2 separate regions of the Mus musculus genome follow, and region 1 is linked to region 2. The links are chromatin contacts, called in public HiChIP or PLAC-seq maps. All regions are on one chromosome and are shown on one strand. The core of a region is the stretch at or near the end of the contact, and the rest is flanking DNA. Distances in the headings are between cores, read along the strand shown.

Evidence for each region. HiChIP or PLAC-seq counts read pairs in DNA pulled down with a chosen protein or histone mark.
Region 1: an H3K27ac HiChIP or PLAC-seq map of neural progenitor cells shows a contact between it and region 2, with 11 times the contacts expected there. The contact joins two enhancer-like sites. A contact is called at or near these places in 2 of 484 Hi-C or Micro-C datasets (cerebellum and cerebral cortex) and 2 of 115 datasets of contacts at active chromatin or transcription factors (astrocytes and neural progenitor cells).

The regions. Positions count from the first base shown.
Region 1 is chr17:91,449,130-91,455,009 of GRCm38.p6, reverse strand. No RefSeq gene overlaps it. Among named protein-coding and RNA genes, the nearest start is that of Nrxn1, 360 kb to the right of the region's middle. Within about 2 kb of position 3,384, at least 23 of the 459 cell types and tissues checked have an H3K27ac peak or open chromatin away from gene starts, as enhancers often do. A contact at or near this core is called in neural progenitor cells, where this site is marked.
Region 2 is chr17:90,813,728-90,819,747 of GRCm38.p6, reverse strand. The region is part of intron 5 of Nrxn1 (neurexin I); the gene reads left to right. Among named protein-coding and RNA genes, the nearest start is that of 4930480K15Rik, 44 kb to the left of the region's middle. Within about 2 kb of position 4,152, at least 21 of the 459 cell types and tissues checked have an H3K27ac peak or open chromatin away from gene starts, as enhancers often do. A contact at or near this core is called in neural progenitor cells, where this site is marked.

The DNA of each region.
Region 1 (5,880 bases), core at 2,135-4,634, 640 kb before region 2:
TAGGGGGTTTCCGGGGAGGAGGAACTGGGAAAGGGGATAAATTTGAAATATAAATAATGAAAAATATCCAATAAAAATAAAAAAATAAATGAAAGAAAGAAAAAGGTAATAGGATATTGGTTTATATTTTTGTTTTTCATTTTTTGCTGACAGAAGGTATCCAATAACATTATTAAACAATACAATTTTCAACCTGTTAATTATTGAGTGGAACTATGCATTCAATATTCAAGAAAACAATTCAATTTTAAACAAATTCAAGTTACTATACAAAGAGTAGCAACATTTGAAATTAAAAAATTAAAGGAATAATTCTAGTCAATGTATTTGCATTTTATCAGTATTATTTCAGTATATTCCTAATAGTTTGTTACTACTCATTTGGAAAAATAGCATATAATGTGAATATTAATGTGAATATTTATTTTTTGGTTGGGGTGTTTTTCCAAATGTCTTTATTAACTAATTCTGCCGCAGTGGCATGTAAAATGTAGATATTAGATCTTAGATATACTATACTTCTCACTAAAACATTTTAAGGACATTCAAGGTGGCATAAGCCTTCAATTCCAGCACTGAGCAGGTAACAGCAGACAGACCATTGAGTATTCGACTATACCCGTTTACATTGCAATTTCTAGGCTGTCCAGGGGTAAGCAGTAAGATCTGGTCCTCATAAGGAGACAGAGACAGAGACGGAGACAGAGACAGAGAGACAGAGAGAGCAAATAAATTGATAAATAAGACAATAGGGGTTGGAGATTTAGCTCAGTGGTAGAGCGCTTGCCTAGCAAGCACAAGGTCCTCACTCTGGGAAAAAAAAAGACTATAAACTTATTTTTAAATTTTTACTACTTTCTTACTTATTTTATGGCATTCTTACATATTTTACTATATTCTATATGATGTCATAAAGTATTTAGAAAGTTTTGAATAATGAGTTTTCATAATTGGAATCTCCTTTTATGTTTCTTCTTCCTCCCCATTATTTAAAACAATCAAATGATTGTACAGAACACTGAATTTCTACCTACACCTTTCACCTTCCTCTCCATTGTTTAAAACAAATGTTTAAGTATAGAACACAAGATTTTTGCCTTCTCTATTATAATTTCCAATGAAGGAAGTCAGTAGACTTTTTATCTTCAGGATACAAATTACATGTCCATGTGTGCACACAGCTTTTTGTATGAGTCTCAAGCACTGCCAACTTTAAATGACCTGGTTTACCATATTGTGCTAGTCTACAGTCTTCATCCAAGCAAAATTCTGAGCTTTTGTACAAATTTTACATCATGTTTGATGATGGGTTAAAATTGTTTTCACTTGAAGAAAAAAAAAAAAAAGAAGGAAATGGTGATTCAACAAGGTGGATGTATGTAAGTACACTGTAGCTGTCTTCAGACACAACAGAAGAGGGCGTCACATTCCAATACTATGGTTGTAAGATACCATGTAGTTCCTGGAAATTGAACTCAGGCCCTCTGAGCAGTCAGTGAGTGCTCTTAACCACTGTGCAATCTTTCCTGCCCAGTTTGTGTTTTCTTTATTGCTTCTATGTCTACTTTCAGGTCTTGCACAATTTTATTTATCCCCATCACCTGTTTAATTGTATTTTACAGTATGTTCCTAAGAGTTTTATTCATTTCCTTTTTAAAGGCCTCTGATCATTTTTATAAGATTTTATTTAAGGTCATTTTCTTGTGTTTCATTTGTCTTAAGATAACCAGGGATAGCTGTAGTGAAATAGCTGTTTTGGAGGAGTCATATTGTCTTGGCTCTTGTGACTGTATTCTTTCAAGGACCTTTAGCTGTTTGGTTGGTTTTGGTCCCTAGATCTTCTTGTTGTAAGGGGTATTGGAAGGGGCATTGACCTCAATCATCCTGCTGTGCTGGCCTCTGGTGAGTTTTCTTAGGCTTTGTGGTTGAGGACCTACAATTCTGTATGGTTCAGGAGCCTCAGGTCTGGAGAATGAGGGTGGGGAAGTGGGAGGAGAGTGGAGATCCCCTGAGATCCACTGAGGTTGCAAGCTGCTCAGGGTAGCTTGACTTGGCCTAGAGAAATAGGATATTTTTTTTAAAAAGAAAATGGCAGAGCCAAGATCCAAACATCTTTAAGATTGAACCAAAGATTTCCTAAGATTTCATGTCCCAGAAATCCATTTAAACAGTGGATAGTGGGTTTGGTAAGGCAGAGAAATAAGCATACCTGAGAAGTGAAACAAGTTTCACAATGGATAGAGCCTAAGGAAACAAAAACTAATAATAGTTAAAATAGATAGCTGAATTGAGGATTACAGTTCAAACTCAGGAATTAGCCTCTCTTTTACAGTATGATAGAGCTAGTTTGTGCTGTTCTCCACTATAGTTGTATACACATTGAATCAACTCTGCATTCAAGGTTGTCATATTGCTAGCTAAAAATAATTCTGTAAGGTAGAATTTAGATTCGATGAAATGATAGATTCAGAGGGAAGTCAAAGCCAGTAATATAACAGCATTAAGATAATACAAAAATGAGAGGGCTGAAAGCTGGAGAGGTTTCCACCACTGTCTGTTTGTCAGATTAGGTCAACAAAATTTCCAAATGGTAGTGAACCTCAACTTATAGTTATTGTGAAACAAGGCAAGGTCATTAACTATGAGTAGGGCAAATGTCTTCAGGATATTATAGGATTTCAGTGCAAACACTGGTACTCCATCCTTGGACAGAAATAAAGTAGGTTAAATCAGTTTTGAGCTTTCCAATAGAAATAAAGCATAGTTATAAAGAATGCTACAACAAATAAACATAGAGAGTTAGTAAGTATATATGCAGACCTCAAACACTAGAACTTCTTAAATTATGTCAAACAAATAGTAGCAAATAAAGAAAGACAAAGTGAGAGGGGTGGCCTAAAACAGTGAGAAGAGAGGTACTGTGAAGAAGAACTTAAAAAGGAGTTCAGTTTAGACAAATGTGTGCTGAAGTGAAAAAAAAAATCTAGGATGTCTCCATGGCAGCTAAATCCTGGCCAAATTCTCCATTTAACTTTGAAGCAAAGCCTTTCACAAGCTGTCCAGAGCTTGGCACATTTAGGGCTGGGAAAAGGGACAACCATTATTAAAATTTTGGCCAGGAGGATATGCAGGTGGAGAGAAGAGAGACAAATGAGCAGCTGAGTAGCACTAAAGAAGCATTTGTAATGAGGTGGTAGCTATGACTTGAGAAAGGCTGCCTTACATTTCCCCAGATGGTAGCTTCTAGATGAAAAGTGATGTCTTTTACATCTCTTCCCTTCAGATATTTTTTACTTGAAGTTCTGTCACTATGCTTATCTGGGCTCCAGAATTCAATCAACAGGGATTTTCAGAGAAATGTGGCCTCATATTTGACTTGACAGAATAAGAAAAGACAAAGAGAATATTTAGCTGGCGGAGCCAGCAAAGGTCCTAGTTAGTGCTCTGGGAGAATCTCCATTAGCAACATGCTATATCTCTGACATTTTCCCCTAAATTCTGTATATTCTTTAGACCCATGCTATATATAAACACCATTTCCACAACTTTATGAGAAGCAAGACATGTGGTTTTTTTTTTTTTACCTCTTAAAATATTCCAGACATTTCAGAGACTACATCCCTCACTATGCATTGAAAGTCCTTTGTTTAAAGTGTTCTGAAAGGATTTCACAGTGTGTGTTCTTTTTCTTGTTTTATTCCTCCTCCTCCTCCTCCCCCCTCCTCCCCCTCCTCCTCCTCTTTTGATTCTGTTGTAAAGGGTACACATTTGTGACCAACATTGTGAATTTTAAATGATATAATTTCACAATCAAGGAGAATTTTTGACTTCCAGATGTGACGCTTTACTTGTAAACCCACCACTTCAGAAGTCGATGCAAAAGGTAGAGTTCAGGGTTTTTCTTAACTGCATAGCACACTTAGGGCCAGTCTCAGCTACAGACATAGCAAAATGGTAAGGATGAATGAGTGTCCTACTCTTAAGTTATTGCGACCAGAATTCATGAGGTTTATGTATTCTAAAATGTTATATGTGCATCAAAGGCTTGACTATAAGTGCAATTGAACAAAATGTCATTCTAAATTGTGTGTGTTTGTGTGTGTGTGTGTGAGAGAGAGAGAGAGAGAGAGAGAGAGAGAGAGAGAGAGAGCAGGGGAGGGAGGAGAAAAAGAAGTGGGGAAGGGAAAAGGAAGGGAAGATAGACTGAGGGAGAGAGATCTTTGTTCATGTTGATGGAAACACCAAGGCAAATTATGAAAAATTAAGTTATATATTGAAATTAAGTTATATATATAGCTTAATATATTAAAAGCATTAATATATATATTAAAAGCATATATATATAAAACTATATATATATATATAACTTAATATATATATCTTAAAAGCATTCACCAGTTGACCTTACCAAGATACCAAATTGCCAAAGGCATTTTATGAGTGAGGTCTATGAGATATTTCAAAATATTGAAAGGGTACTGCTAATATGAAACTAATAAGCAATTCAATCTTAATACATTTTAATATTTCTTGTAAAGTTGGTGTAGAACTCTAAACAAAAAAACAATAAAAAATAATGAGATAATGGTTCTTGAAGTCATTTCTGTTCACAAAGTCACTGTGTAACCAAGGATGACATCAAGCTCCTGATCCGACTAATTCCACCCACAATAGGCAATATTACAGGTAGTCACCACCACAACTATTTATGTTGTAGTAAGTATTGAACCAAGGGTTTCATGCATGCTGTGCAGCTGAGCAGTATTCTCAGTCCATGTTCTACATTGCCGAGTCTTTTTATGTTCTACTATATTTCTCAGATTTTACTAGAGGGATACTGTAGAAGTCTGCCAGTCTTTATTAATTAGTTCCATAAAGTGATATAAACAAGTGTGGTCTGCAAATATGAAATGTCTAATAACAATATATAATTTATAAGGCTTTCATTTATTTAGGAAGATTGCTTTTAAATAGCCATGAAGCTGATACCTTCCTTAAATGTTGACTCACTGTGTTTAATACACTAACACCATTTGGCAGGTTAATTTGATGTGTCAACTTGACTGGGTTAAGGGATGCCATGATAGTTAGTGACTCAGTTTCTAAATAAGTCCATAAGAATGTTTCCAGAAGCAAATAGCACATGAACTCATAGCTTGAGCAGGGCCTGGCACAGGCCTGTAATCCCTGCTGCTCAGGAGTGAAAGCAGAAATATGACACACTCAAGGCATATTCTTCGACAGAATGAGTTCAAGGCTAACCTGAGCATCTCTTTCAAACTTTAGAAACTAAAAAACGGGAGGTGAATATAGATTATTGGTAGGGCTCTTGCCTAGAATGGGCTGAATCCAATATTCTTTCCAATAAATAATAATAATGATAATAATAATAATACAATTTTAGCCAAAGAAAATGAACTCTTTCATATATTCGGGTAACTGCTACAAAATGCTTTGTGAGACAGTTAGAAAAGGCACAGGACAAGTTAATGTGTTCTGTGCTTAGTTTTCTTAATGAATGCACCTGCTTTTTCATGAGCACTTATAGCATGAAATATTAAAAAACAATCCATGCCACACTGGCAAGGCACCGACAGACAGGCCAGCTTGGCCTGTTCTCCTCTCAGCAGACTCTCTGACCTGGAGCTCTAAAATCTCTCCACCTGGCTGCTAAGTTCCCATGCAGGTTGTTGCCATGCCAGCACCGTGCTTCCAAATTCCCAGGGTCTTTTAGGATGCACTTCTTGCAAACCTACTCTTTGCCGCCACATATTTCTCTCCGGAAACCAGTTGAGTTGTCACATGAAAGAAAACACCACACAAAGTTAGTTCAGAATTACCAGGTAACACAAATACTGGGTGCACCAACTAGCATCCTAA
Region 2 (6,020 bases), core at 2,903-5,402:
AGGTGATTTGGTTATCTTCTTTTTGCTTATTTTTCTTATTGCTTAAGAGACAGACAATGGCAGAGAAAAATCATCATAGGAGGGAACAAGATTGTAGCAGAAAAACAACATGCAAGGAAAAGACAGAGCAGAGAGAGAGAGAGAGAGAGAAGATTTTACCCCAATATTACTGCACCAAAATGTAGTAGACTACAGAATAAAAAGCCTCTCATCATATTCAGGACTGCTCCTCATGAACAGGACATTCTAAGAGAACGAACAGAATATGACAGTGCTCAAGAGTGAAGAGTGATAGAACTAGTAATGATTATTTCTATTGCTAACGATCATGTCATCTTATTTGAAGATGTGTGGTTATTGTCATGTGACAAAATCATTACTTCTCCCAAGGAAATAAGTGTGTGTGTGTGTGTGTGTGTGTGTGTGTGTGTGTGTGTGTGTGTGCATATGCAAGCATTTGGACATGCACTTTATGATGAAAAGCTGTGGTGATTTAAATGAGAGTGACTCCCATAGACTCAAATGTTTGAATGTTTGGTCCCCAGCTTGTGAATTGTATGTGAAGGAAGAGGAGGTGTTTCCTTATTGTAGCAAGTGTGTCACTGGTTTAAGGTTTCAAAGCCCATGATAGACACACTTTCTCTCTCCCTCTTCCTCCTCTCTCCATCTCCCTCTCCCTCTCTCCATCCCTCTCTCCCCTCTCTCCCCCTCTCTCCTTCTTTCTCTCCCTCTCCCCCTCTCCCCCTCTCTCCCTCTCCTCCTCTCTCCCTCTCTCCCTCCCCATCTTCTCCTCTTCATTCTCCCACTCCCCTCTTCCCCCCTCTCTTTCTCTCTCTCTCTGCTTCATCAGCACCATTCCTGCTTCCATGCTTCCCACTTTGATGATCATGACTGATGGTCATTCTGAACCTATAAGCAAACCACCTCTTAAATGTTTAATTCTGTATATTGCTTCCGTCACAGTGTCTCTTCACAGCAATTGAATGGTATCTAAGACAAAGGATCAAAATTTTATGACCACAAGGCTAAAGTTAATGACAAGGAAGAATAAAAATGTATCTGGCCATTCTTGGACCACAGGATCTTTATGACCAGGGATGTCTAGCATTTGAAGATAAGGCAAACTTTTTAATGGAAAAGAATGTGATGTTTCCAGGTGAAGGCTTTCTGGCTTTTTTTGCCCAGTGAGACACAGGAAAGTCCTGGCTGAGAGCCAGGAGGAAAGGTCATGGGTCAGCAAAAGGATGGGTAGTGGTGTGAACATACAGAGACAGTTTTCACCAACCTGAGTCAAAGTTTTAAAATACGGGTAGATTTGTTAAAATGAGAAATTCTGATAAAAATTAGCTCATCTGTGTGAGACAAACATTCTTTAGACTGTCCTCGTGTGAGACATGGAAGTCTCACAATTAAGATAGGAACTGACAATTTTCAAGCAAATTCTGAGATAAAACCGATGTTTTAAAAATGTCTTGTGTTCAACCTGACTTTCAGTAGAAAATAAATTCCAGTTCCTCTATAAAAACAACTTGGCATTTTTCAGTAATACTTTTTAATGAGGATTGCTGTGAGCTATAATATAATGAAGTTTGTTTAAAAGTAGAGCAGACTGGTAATACTTGCCATAACAATGAGGCATATGGTAAAACAGTTGTGATTTACTGGCATAAGCTTTCAGTTTTTGGAAACCTAGAGGCTTTCTGCATAGTGGACTCTGCCTTGATATTCTGTTTTGAAAAGGAAACAAAGCAAAACAATATGCTCAGATTACACGTTTTGTATGTATTTACAACATTTTCCCTTTAGTTTTATGGCTATAAATATGGGTTGTGATCATATTGAAAAGTAGAGGACAGTTGAGACGATTTCTCTGATGATTCATATTCTATAAAACTTAAATATACTAGACATATAGGAAACTTAACATATAGAAAATTGTGGCATTTTAAAACACAAGGAATTGATTCAGTGTTATCATTGATAAGTACGGGATCTTGAATTCTGGCTCTCACACACGTACTTTGAGATTGTTAAAGTCAGTTAGAGCATTTACACATGAGTGCCAGGAACAGGAATGTGCTACACTACCAAAGTCAATCACACATGAAGTCAGAGTCTCATAAAACGGGAATCTCCATGCAGACCTCAGTGACAAGCCAGTAGACAGCATTTCCAGTACCAAAACAAAGGAGCAGGTTGCTTTTGTTTTTATCACCGTAGAGATTCCAAAGGAATAGTGAATGCATCACCTACCCACTTTCTTTTTATAGTATATTAATTTAATATTTTTATAAAAGCCATATATTTTCCTGTATGTTCTATTGTTTTTACTGCTGCTCTATTTAACTAGTATGCATATTCCTGCAGGAATTCCCTAACTTGTCATCATGAATGTATTATAACAGAAATGGAAACAAGCTAGCTGCTAAATGGCTTTCCTCTGGTTTCATTAATTTGTGTTTGTGTCTTGTCACTCACACTTTGCACACAGTTAGAAATGTATATCTGTGAAAATTCTCCCACTTAGGGATTACCTTGTCAGGCAGCATGATATAATCATTTTATTTTATCCCCCCACCATCAGTTTTATGAAAACTCCCCAAAACATACATTTCCAATTTTACCTTTTCTATCATTTATTTTCTTTCTTTACAGATAATCTCCTTTTGTAGCAGATTCAGGAGAGAGGTAAAAACAGATCACTAGAAGGGCTATAAAGTTGATAATAATCATACTACCCAGTGATGGCCACCTGTGAGGGGTGACAGAGCCCTCAGAGTTTCACTGCTAGCTACATGATAAACATGGAGACAGGTGTGGGAGTGGTTATTGGTAGACTCTCTGAGAGTATCATCTTTTTTCCCTCTTTTGTGCTGGTCACAAGGACAAACACTATATAAAGAGCATCACTTTTGTTTTTCCTGGTGAATAATATTTGTGATTTCCACAACACCTGTCCCTGTCCTACACATAGATTAAAGCCTTTGGGGCATACCATTTCAGCCCTTTCAACTTAATCAGTTCATATTTACTCTGAAATCTTAGTCATCTTGAAAACCTTAATAAAACCTCCATCCTTTACTTCGGCCCCAAAGGCTGAAAGAAAAAAAACAATGTATATATTTGATAAAAGTTCAAATACTAAACCTATAACGTTTTAAGCAAGTGAGTAAAATAAAAAATGAATTTTACATAATATAGTTGTGTGAGCATGAATATTTTCATCAGGTTAAGTGTAATAAATAGACCATATGAGTTACAACACACTTTGAATACTGTTTGCATGAAAGCTAGGCTATACTTTGGAATCAAATATATGTGGCTATCAAATATTAATGTCTAACATGGGGCAGATTTAAAAATCAGAAGGCATTTGTTTCCCATGATAAGCAAGTTTCAGAGAGTGACAAATCACTGCTAGTACTTCCTGCTTGTCCAGATAGTCCAAGAGTATTCAGTTCAGTTTCTCAGAGCTTCTAGATTCTGGAAAAAAGTCAAAGGATGGTTGGTGGGGAAACAGCTATTATTGTTCCCTTTCTTTCATAGTGCCATGTGCATTAGGCCTTCAGTTGAATACAAATAGGTAGAAATCTGCTCTGAAATGTAAATTAATATGAGCACTGTGAAGTGGCTTCAGACTACAACGTGTAGGCTTCTCTTCATAACAGGAGGGAGTCCTGATTAGCAACACAACAAAGCCTACCTTAGGATTCATCTCTGCAAATCTGCAGGTTTGCTGCCCTCCAGTAAGATTTTATGAGCATCCGCTTGGCCATTGGCAGAAATACAACAGCAGTTGTCCAGATATCATTTTTCTCAATGAGCACATGTTTATATGTTAAATAATCACAGAACCAAATCAATTGCAATTTCATTCCTGTTGGCTAAGGTTAGTGCCCTGTGCTGTGTACTTATATCTGTAGAAGGCTAAACATTGCTAACCTTGAAAAGTCCTAAAGAAGTTGACTGTTTAAGTCTGAGTCAGACTTATAAGAACCTATATATGATGTAGGACCTGAACAAAGGCTGGGCTTAGGGTAGCTGTTTTAGAGTAAGCAGACTGGGTTTGACTTCATTCAGTTCAGTACCAAGCCCTTACCTCTTGCTGGGCATCATGCTGGCCTCCATCATGGGAAAGCCTCAGAATGAGTCAGCGCATTCTGTCCTAAGCATCCTGGAGAAGAGATGCTTTCAGAGTGCTCTGCTCTAATGAGTGGTCTTTCAGTTCATCTTTACTTTAGTAAGTGACTCATTTAATTACATGGTGGTAATTTCTTCCTGGCCAAGGGCAAGTAGACTGTAAATAGGTTGCAAAGAAATGCTTCCATTCTTGAATACTGGAATCACCATTGTGGCTGTGAATCATGTGCCTCCTTACATAGTCCACAGATCTGAGAAACTGAACAAATATTGCCCCAGCCTGGAGAGATAAAATGCAGGGTTGAGTCTGGAGTTACTTGTCTGAGATGTATCTGCCTCTTCGTGCTTGCTAGAAAGCTTGTATTATCTCACATGCAAGGCTATTCTAACCTCCAAAGGCAAGTGGTTCAGCCACCAGTGTGTGGCAGGTGATTTCACTGTATCTATATCAGCTTACCTCTGGACAGAGCTGGAATCCAGTTCTAGAGAATCCCTTTCTTTTTTTAAGTAGTGCATAATCACAGTCTACTGACATAATGTGGACTTACTATAAATATATATGAATGCAACCCAAAACCAAGGGCAGTTGAAGAGTAGTCATGCTTCAAAATAAGCTTTGCCAATGGCCAAAAGGTATGGTAATATGTTCAACACTGATAATAGCCAGGAAAATACACATGGATCACCTCACTCCAGTTACATTGTCTGATATGAAGAGCAACTGGTAACAAATGATGGTCAGAATGTGGAGAAATAAGAGTCCTTACACACTATTGCTACCAACAGTCTAGTATAATGTAAGTTATAACAGTTATTTGGTAAATTCTTTTCACTTTTTTCCTTGAAACACCAAAATTTGGAATGACCTGAACTTAACATCAGTAGATGAATGAATGATGAAATGGGAAACATGTAAGTTGTGAAATAGTCACAAAGCTAACCATAAAAAGGAAAAATTAGTCTGCTTACAACAATGGGGATAAACCCAGGAAACATTATGCTAAGCAAAATAAAGCAGGACCAGAAAGATTAATGCTGCATAATTCCATTAATGAATAGAATCTGATATTGTTGGCCTCATAGAACATGAACACAGTGAAGACTAACAGGGGATGGAGCTGTCATAGGTTATGGTATGAGACTGGGTAGGTACCGATTAAGGATGCAGGGCTTCAGTTGAATGGAAGTTGTTTTAAGAGATATAATGATAGTCACAACACTATCATATTCGTGAAAATTCTGGATGTGCATGTTAAATGTTACCAAGTTGACCTAAAGATATATATATATATATATATATATATATATATATATCAGCTATTGTCATATTATATAATATACACCTTCCAAAACATCCTGGGAAATTATTTTTAGATGCACTTCAAAGTTATTCCCAGATTGTAAATCTTATAATTCTGCAATTAGTTCTTTCAAATTATAATTGAGAGTTATTTCTTTACTACCAGTTATTAATATGAAGGAAACTACTTGTAAGCACTTCATAAATCAGTCTTGTTTCTAATTTCACATTCCTTAATGACAAGCATGTTCTCTGCTCTATTCTTGAGACCAGTGTCTCAATGACTGTTTTATTTATTCTGAACTTCCTTTTTCCAAATTGTTCCAAGGCTAGGCAATTGCCAAAGGTTAGGAATTTGTTTCTGGGAATCATCCAAGAGAGTGCTGGAATCAGGAAGAGATGTGATGTGCCAAGAGAGAACAAGTTGTGAGTCTTTTTCTCCATGAAACAAAGAACAGGATTCATTTCCTTCTGGTCTGCCAAATGAAGAAAACCTCAGAAGCCTGCCAGTCTAGAAGAGTTTGTAAGGGATGGGCAGGCCATATCTCAGGATGAACAACTTCTAAGGCCATTGTTGCAT